Linked DNA regions of Mus musculus: region 2 is linked to region 1. The links are chromatin contacts, called in public promoter capture Hi-C maps. All regions are on one chromosome and are shown on one strand. The core of a region is the stretch at or near the end of the contact, and the rest is flanking DNA. Distances in the headings are between cores, read along the strand shown.

Evidence for each region. Capture Hi-C pulls out chosen DNA fragments and counts their contacts.
Region 2: a contact with region 1 is called in a promoter capture Hi-C map of adipose tissue. The contact joins two enhancer-like sites. A contact is called at or near these places in 1 of 115 datasets of contacts at active chromatin or transcription factors (pancreatic cancer cells) and 1 of 9 other capture datasets (adipose tissue).

Annotation. Positions count from the first base shown.
Region 1 is chr7:99,023,629-99,027,416 of GRCm38.p6, forward strand. All of the region lies in intron 6 of Uvrag (UV radiation resistance associated gene), which reads right to left. Among named protein-coding and RNA genes, the nearest start is that of Uvrag, 120 kb to the right of the region's middle. Within about 2 kb of position 1,458, at least 48 of the 459 cell types and tissues checked have an H3K27ac peak or open chromatin away from gene starts, as enhancers often do. A contact at or near this core is called in adipose tissue, where this site is marked.
Region 2 is chr7:99,962,038-99,965,747 of GRCm38.p6, forward strand. The region is part of intron 1 of Rnf169 (ring finger protein 169); the gene reads right to left. Among named protein-coding and RNA genes, the nearest start is that of Rnf169, 17 kb to the right of the region's middle. Within about 2 kb of position 1,819, at least 107 of the 459 cell types and tissues checked have an H3K27ac peak or open chromatin away from gene starts, as enhancers often do. A contact at or near this core is called in adipose tissue, where this site is marked.

The sequences.
Region 1 (3,788 bases), core at 208-2,707:
TGTAAGCCAAATAAACCCTTTCCATGGTGTTTCATCAAAGCAATAACCCAAACTAAGACCCTGAGCATCAGTCTCCTCCCTGTCACTACTACCCTGACCCCAGACAGCTCATCTCCTATTTCACATCATATATATCAACATGCTTTTATGTTTCTATATAAAATCTAGAAAGCATATATTTCATCGTTATGGGATTGGCTTAAACAGGCTTAATACGATTCTCTTCCATTGATTCCATTTTCCTCTTTATGATCAAAATCAATTAAATTGTACACATATATTTTCTTAATCCATCCCTCCATTGTTGAGCACGCAGGCTGGCTCCACTACTTAGCTACTGTGAACAGAACTGCAGGCCTGTGCAACAGTGATCTCTGGATATCCCGGCTTGGACCTTTGGCTAGATGCCCATAAGTGGTTTATCTGTGTCATATGGAAGATCTACTTATAGTGCCTTCCATAGTGCTGGACTAGCACACTTCTGCCAGCAGTGTGTGGGTTTCTCTTTTGCTGGCATCCTTGCCAACACATTGTTAACTGTTTTCTCGATGACTATCTCAATGACTCAGCTAGCATGGAATTTTGGTGGTTCTGATTTGTATTCTAGTGAAGTTGAACCTTTTTTCCTTAGGTTTACTGGCCAATTGTATTTCATCTTTTGAGAATTGTCTCAAAAGGTGTTTCATTAGCCCATTTATTACCTGGGTTGTTTTGATTCCATGTTAGTTGTTTACCTTCTTTGTATGTTCTGGCTACTAATCCTGTCAAAGGTTGTACTAGCTACTTTTCTGTAGCTGAGATGAAATGCCATGCCCAAAGGCAACTACAGGAGGGAAGGGTTTATTTTGCCTTACCCTTCCAGAGGGTGAGTCCATAGTAAGTAGAGGAAGCATGGTGGCAGGCAGCGCGCGCACACACACACATATACAGAGAGAGAGAGAGAGAGAGAGAGAGAGGGAGAGAGAGAGAGAGAGAGAGAGAGAGAGCGAGCTGAAGACCTGGAAAACCTGGCAAACAACTAGCTCAGCCAGGAGCTGGAACACCATATCAGAGTGCCTGGCAGAGGATGAGGGGACTTTCTGAATAATAAAGGAATCTTGTGCTGTGATCTGAATGACGATGACACAGACACATTTATCACATCACAGGAGAGGACAAGACAAAAGTGCTGCCATTGTGTGGGAGCATAAGAAGAACCACTCAGGAAGTTCTACTTGAGACAGGGGTGCCGATGCCATATCTGTAGTAGAGTGGGGTATTTGTTCGGTATGGAGACGGGTGCTGGGAGATAGACCTTGGCCGGGGATAAAAATGTGGCAATCATTAGCACACAGATGCTAATAATGTTATGAAACATTACAACATTTCATAACATCACTAACACGAGCAGAGTGAATGAGGTCACCCAGTAAGACTGTGAGGATGAGAGAGAGCAGAGCCTAGAACAGATTTCAGTGGAACGTCAATACTGGAGGAATTAGAAAAGAAGAAACAAAAAACCCCAAAGTGAGACTATGCAGAGACCAGGACAGCTGCAAGAGTTGATGTCACAGCAGTTAGAGACACTCCGGGAAGCAGTGACCACTGTCTCCGAATCTAGGAGCCTGAAGTCTGGATAGTGTCAACAAATTTAGCAGTAAGGGGCTGATTTAAAAGATCATTTCTAATCTATTCACCGAGAAACAACAGCCATAATCATCCTCTCACCCAGCTAACAAGCCCCTGGCTGGTTTTCCATGTCAGCTCTTGCTTTTCTCAATCGCATTCCCTGAGGCACCCCCATTTCAGTGCTGAGCTCCTCACGGTGGCCCATCTGTCCTGCAGACCCAGTACCCCGGTCACCTGTGCCACCTGTCGGCAATCTTCATAGCGAGCACAGAAGACCTCAGGCTTTCCTGCCAGCAACAGTCTAGACTCCAGGGCTTTCCTCTCATAGGCCAGAAGAGAGTTTAAGGTTCTCATTTAGACAGCGATTACAGAGGCTTTTTGACTCTGCCTGGGATTAAATTTTCTTAAAGACAACTAGAAATATCACAAGCTACAAACTCATAGCTTAAAATGTTAGTGCTGTGGCAGTAGTGGCACATGCAGGAGGCAGAGGCACTCAAATCTCTGAGTCCAGCCTGGTCTACAGAGCAAGTCCAGTTTAGCCAGAGCTACATAGAGAAACCCTGTTTCCAAAAATCAGATAGACAGACAGATGAATAAATGAATAAATAAGTATTAGTGTTGCCTCGTACAGCCAGACCCAAGCCACTTTCTCCCTTCTCTGGTAAGTACAAACCTATGTTCTCCAGGCCTCTAAGGGTTATGGTCAGCTGTCCCTTTCACAACTGTGACATCTCTCACACTATATATATACGTCTAGTCATGTTAACATTACCCATCAGTTTTTAAAAAATGTTCTTTCCTGGTAAGTAGAAGGGTTACAGCCTATCGATGTTTTACACTATGCATTTCTATCACGCGTCCAGAACAGATGGCAATCACCATGCTACAGAGCTGACTGCCACACAGCACACTGCCCAGGCCTCTCAGTGCTCACTCTGCTCCACAGACAGCCCACAGCCTCCTCCGTCCAAATGAACACTGCTGTCAGAATATCCAAAACACGCATCTCAACAGTAGTCACGCAAGATCACAGCACCAGAATGAGGTTCAAGAGACGTTCAGGCCTCTGTGTATCAGTCACCAGGAGGGACAACAGTGAGAGACTCTGTACTAGCACCGAGTGTTCACGGGCTCTAAAAAGGCATGGTTAGATAAGCTTTTTGATTAAAGGTAGCCTATCTGTCCATTTAAAAAGAGAGAAGAGGTATGCGTGGCGGCACATCCTTCTCATTCCAGAACTTAGGAGGCCAAGGCAGGAGAATCACAAATTTAAGGTCAGTTCTGAGTTACAATTTTAAAATAATTGTATCTGGAACATCATACACTTATTTACTTAATAATTCTATTGAACAAATAAACATTCATTTAGATTTGCTGTGCTAGGCAGTGAACTGACAACAGGAAATAAGCAAAATAAGCAAAAATTTGTTTTGTTACACTTCTAGCAGATTTGTTCTTTTATACAATGAAGGAGTCTGGAGGCATTACGAAGTTATAACACAGTTCCCTGTAGATTTTGAATTAGTCAAAAAGATTATCAAGATACTAAAACTGAATCTTGCCTGCTCACTTCCATGTGTTAAGGTATTAACTTCCCAAATAAATACATAAGGCTTTTACAAGCTAAGGTTAAATGGGGTCATATGGTTGGGATCCTAATACAATAGAATTGGTGGCCCTAGACCAGTGGTTTTCATCCTGTGTGTCACAACCCCTTAGGGGGTTGAACAACCCTTTCACGGGGGCTAAGACCACTGGAAAACATATTTACACTATAACCCATAACAGTAGTAAAATCTCAGCTAGGAAGTAGCAATGAAAATAATTTTATGGTTGGGGTCACCACAACACGAGGAACTGTATCTGAAGGTTGCAGCACTAGGAAGGTTGAAAACCACTGCCCTAGAAGAACTGTCCCTCTCGGGCCTAGAAAAAAGGCTATGGGAGGACACTGTGAGAAGGCAGCCATCTGCAGGCCAGGAAAGACGGCCTCCCCACACATTGAGATGTGGGCACTCTGATCTCAGACTTCCTGCTTTCAGATCTATGAGAAAACACATTTCTGTTAAAGCCACCCAGACTCTGGAATCTTGTGGCAGCCCACACTAATACACTCGCTAGGTCTGACCTCATCAGGTAAGCTCTTAAAGTGACTAGCTCTTCCTGAAAGACGGGGC
Region 2 (3,710 bases), core at 569-3,068, 940 kb after region 1:
ACAGACACAGACAACAGACACACAGATGCACATGCACACGTGCACACACATTGTGCAGCACAAGCTAACCTCAAGATCTTCCTGCCTCAGACTTCTGAATGCTGATATTACAAATATGCACTACTAAATGCCTAGCTTTAAAAATTCTTTGTCTCAGTTTGTATCTGAGAAATGACAGCAATAAGCACATCTATAGTTGATTCAGCATCAACTTTTTTTGTTTGGTTGGTTTTGGTTTTGGTTTTTCGAGACAGGGTTTCGTTGTGTAGCCCTGGCTGTCCTGGAACTCACTCTGTAGACCAGGCTGACCTTGAACTCAGAAATCCGCCTGTCTCTGCCTCTGCCTCCCGAGTGCTGGGATCAAAGGCGTGCGCCACCATGCCCAGCTCAGCATCAACTTTTAATTCACTCTTATTTCCTAGTCTATATTCTTCTGAAGTCTGTAAAATTCCACTACAGTTCAATCTTACAGGTAAAATGCTATTTGGCTTAGCATAGTTATAACATCAAAGTCACAGTTCTGAAACTCTGAAGTGCGGCACTTCAATCTGCCTGGATGAGTGTGAAGAAAACAGACCAAGCAAAGGCCAGAAATGAAAGCTCCCCTTCCCACTTCTGACCGTATGTTTATTAGCTGACAGGAGGTGGGTGCTTGCCACTGTGTGCATCGAGGTTAACGAACAGCCTGGGCAGTCAGCACTCTTTCCTCCACAAGGGCCACGGGCGTTGAACTCAGGTGGCCAGGGCTCACAGTATGCATCTGGCCTGCTGAGCCCTCTTGTTGGCCCAAAAGCTCCTCTTTCAAATCAATCTTTCACAGCTGAATAGTGTAGCAGACACTTAACATTATCAGTGGGTAGAACCATTTGGCTCCATGATTTGTAAGATAGTTTGTATCTGCTGATGTGGGATTTTACTTAATTTTCCCTCACTTCCCTAACCTTCTTAGGATTATATGTCAGCTTCCTCTACCCCAAAAGAGGAACTTGAGGTTGAAATGCCAGCAACGCTATCATAAGCAGAGGAACAAGATGTCCAGGCCAACAGGAAAAGCAACACAGCCCTTCCTTGTTCAGAGCAGTTAGTTTAAAGAAAAAAAAAATCTACCAATCCCATGGGGCCTTGTAGCTTCGTTGGTTAAAAGTGCCTATCTAGGAAAACATCAACCAACTGTTCAATGATTCCCAAATGTCTTAGTAACACAAGAAATGCTCACACTTCCCTCCCTTGCAGAAAGTGCTAGACGTGGCTCTGGATGCATGAGAGCACAGAATATCCCCATTCATAGAGGAATCCAGGCTGACAGAATTTCCTGATGCCTGCCCTCTGACTCTGCATATCAGGAAGAGAAACTCCCAAGGAACAAGGAAGGTGCCTTAAGAAAGATACACACCTGTGGTCAGTAACCTAAGCACAGGTCTTTAGTCCAATGTACATTCTAAGAACAGAAAAACATCCTTAAAGGTCCTTCTTAAAATGGATTCTCTGGGCAGGGTGACCAGTGATTAGTTAATGAACTACCAGGCATTCTGCTACTTGCCCCAAACACCCACATTCAATGTAGACTTTTTTATTTTTATTTACTGTGCATGGATGTTCTGTTTGCACGTCTATCTGTGCACCATGCATCTGCTTGTGGAGGCCAGAAGAGGACACTGGATCCTCTGAAATGGGAATCACAGACAATAGTGAGCCGCCATGTGGGTGCTCAGAAGTGAACCTGAATCCTCTGTAAGAGACCAGTGCTCTTAACCATGGAACCATCTCTCTATTCCTTCAATGCAGTATTAGAAAAAAAGAACCCTACTCTACTCTACTGGAAGATGCTAGCTTACCAATTCCAAAGGCCAAAGTCAACTGTCCGCTAGTCCCTGAACATGCCTGAGTGTCCCCTCTCACAAAGTTTAATTTCTTATGAAGGTAGCAGAACAAAAGAGAATTTTGGATTTCTTTTTTTTTTTTAACACTATCTCTAACTCCCTATTTGGTGGTAGAAATTAGTTACAGAAATCCAGATACTTAGTAGTTTTGAAAAATTTAGTCTTTGCATTAAACCAGTGCTCTAACATGCATTGCAATGCTCTAGCAATGATTTCTTCTCTGCTTTTGGGGCATTGAAAAAACAATCCAGCTTACTAGTTAACACTAGTTCAAGGAGAATTTTGGATTTCTTGAGTCTTAAAACCTATTATGTCTTAATGTGAATATTCTGACTAGCCATTTGTCCTTGTAATTTGTCATTTGTAATTTTACAATATTACAACCACATCTCAAAACTACAGACATGACATAAAACGATGATTCTAAAAGGTTGTAAGCTGTAAACGTGTTTGGTGAGTTATTTACCACCATTCAAATACATGGCTAAATTAATATCTACCACAAAATGTTTAACTAGAGAGTGTTGCACTCTCTTCAAACATAAGGGATAATTGTCTCTAACTACCAGAGCTGGTTCCACACCACTTATATTTCAATACAGTGTAAGAGTCAGTCACGGGGCACAGTCTCTGCCACCTCCGCAGTTTTACATCACCTCACTCCTTCCTTACAGTTTATGGCTCCTGGCTAAACCACATTCTGTCCCACATCTATGCCTGAAATGCTCTCAACCGTCCACCCTTACCAGGTTAAAATAAACCATCCTTTAATAGGAGCCAAATATAGGATATGCCAGGCCCATGCCTAACTCACTCATCATAATGTCTCTGTAATGCGCCTTTATCACCATTTTCCAAAGAAGGAAACTGAGGTACAGAGAGTATAATTTGCCTGTGTCCCAGTAGTGTATGAAAAACATGATTGAAACCCTGGAAATCAGATTCTGTGCTCTCACATACTAAAATACACACACACACACACACACACACACACACACACCTCTAACAGACAAAGGACATAGGAAATTATTATAGCCCACGACCTAGGGTAAAATCAAACACTACTGCCTTGCTCAGCCATCAGCAAAAAGGCTCCCTCCTGCAGCAAATGGGCCAAACACAGAGACCATGACCAGACATTATGCAGAGAATAAGAGAGCCTGGAATACTCAGCCCTAAACAGCAAGGCTCCATCAAATCCCTCCCTCAGGGCTCAGGGAACCCTAAGAAGAAGAGACAGAAGGAAGGAATGTAAGAGCCAGAGGGGGTGGAGGACACCAAGAAAGCAATGCCATCCAAATCAGCATGATTAATACACACCTACCTCACAGCAGCTCTGGATGACATCATCTCCCTGCTGAGGCTCGCCATGTTCCCTAACAGCAGTCAGAATGAACGTAAATCACCCCACAACCTAAAGAGAACATGAACAGACTCCAAACTGCCTGCAGTTTCCAGACTGTAAACTTGACTCTGCCCTTGTGCACACCCCACAGGGGTCCAACGAAGATCCCAGCATTCATCAGGCCTGTCTTCCTCAGGAGCTCCCGGGCATTTTCTTCCTCTACCCTGAAGGAACGCTAAGGCCGCCTGTTTCTCCAAGGCTTCTGTGAGGCTCCCCAGCCTTTTTACCCTACCCACTTTAACCAGCAGATGCTCCAAGGGTCAGGAGGTGGGGCCATGCTCCTCCTTACTAGGGTCCTGGCCTCTCGAGTCTGGCTGCCTGGCGCCCTGAGCTACACTTTTCTATCTCCTCAGGCCCACGAGGAGAGCACAGCTGACTCTCTGCTTCTCACTAGCTGCTTCCTCCCCTCACCAAGAATCCAAATC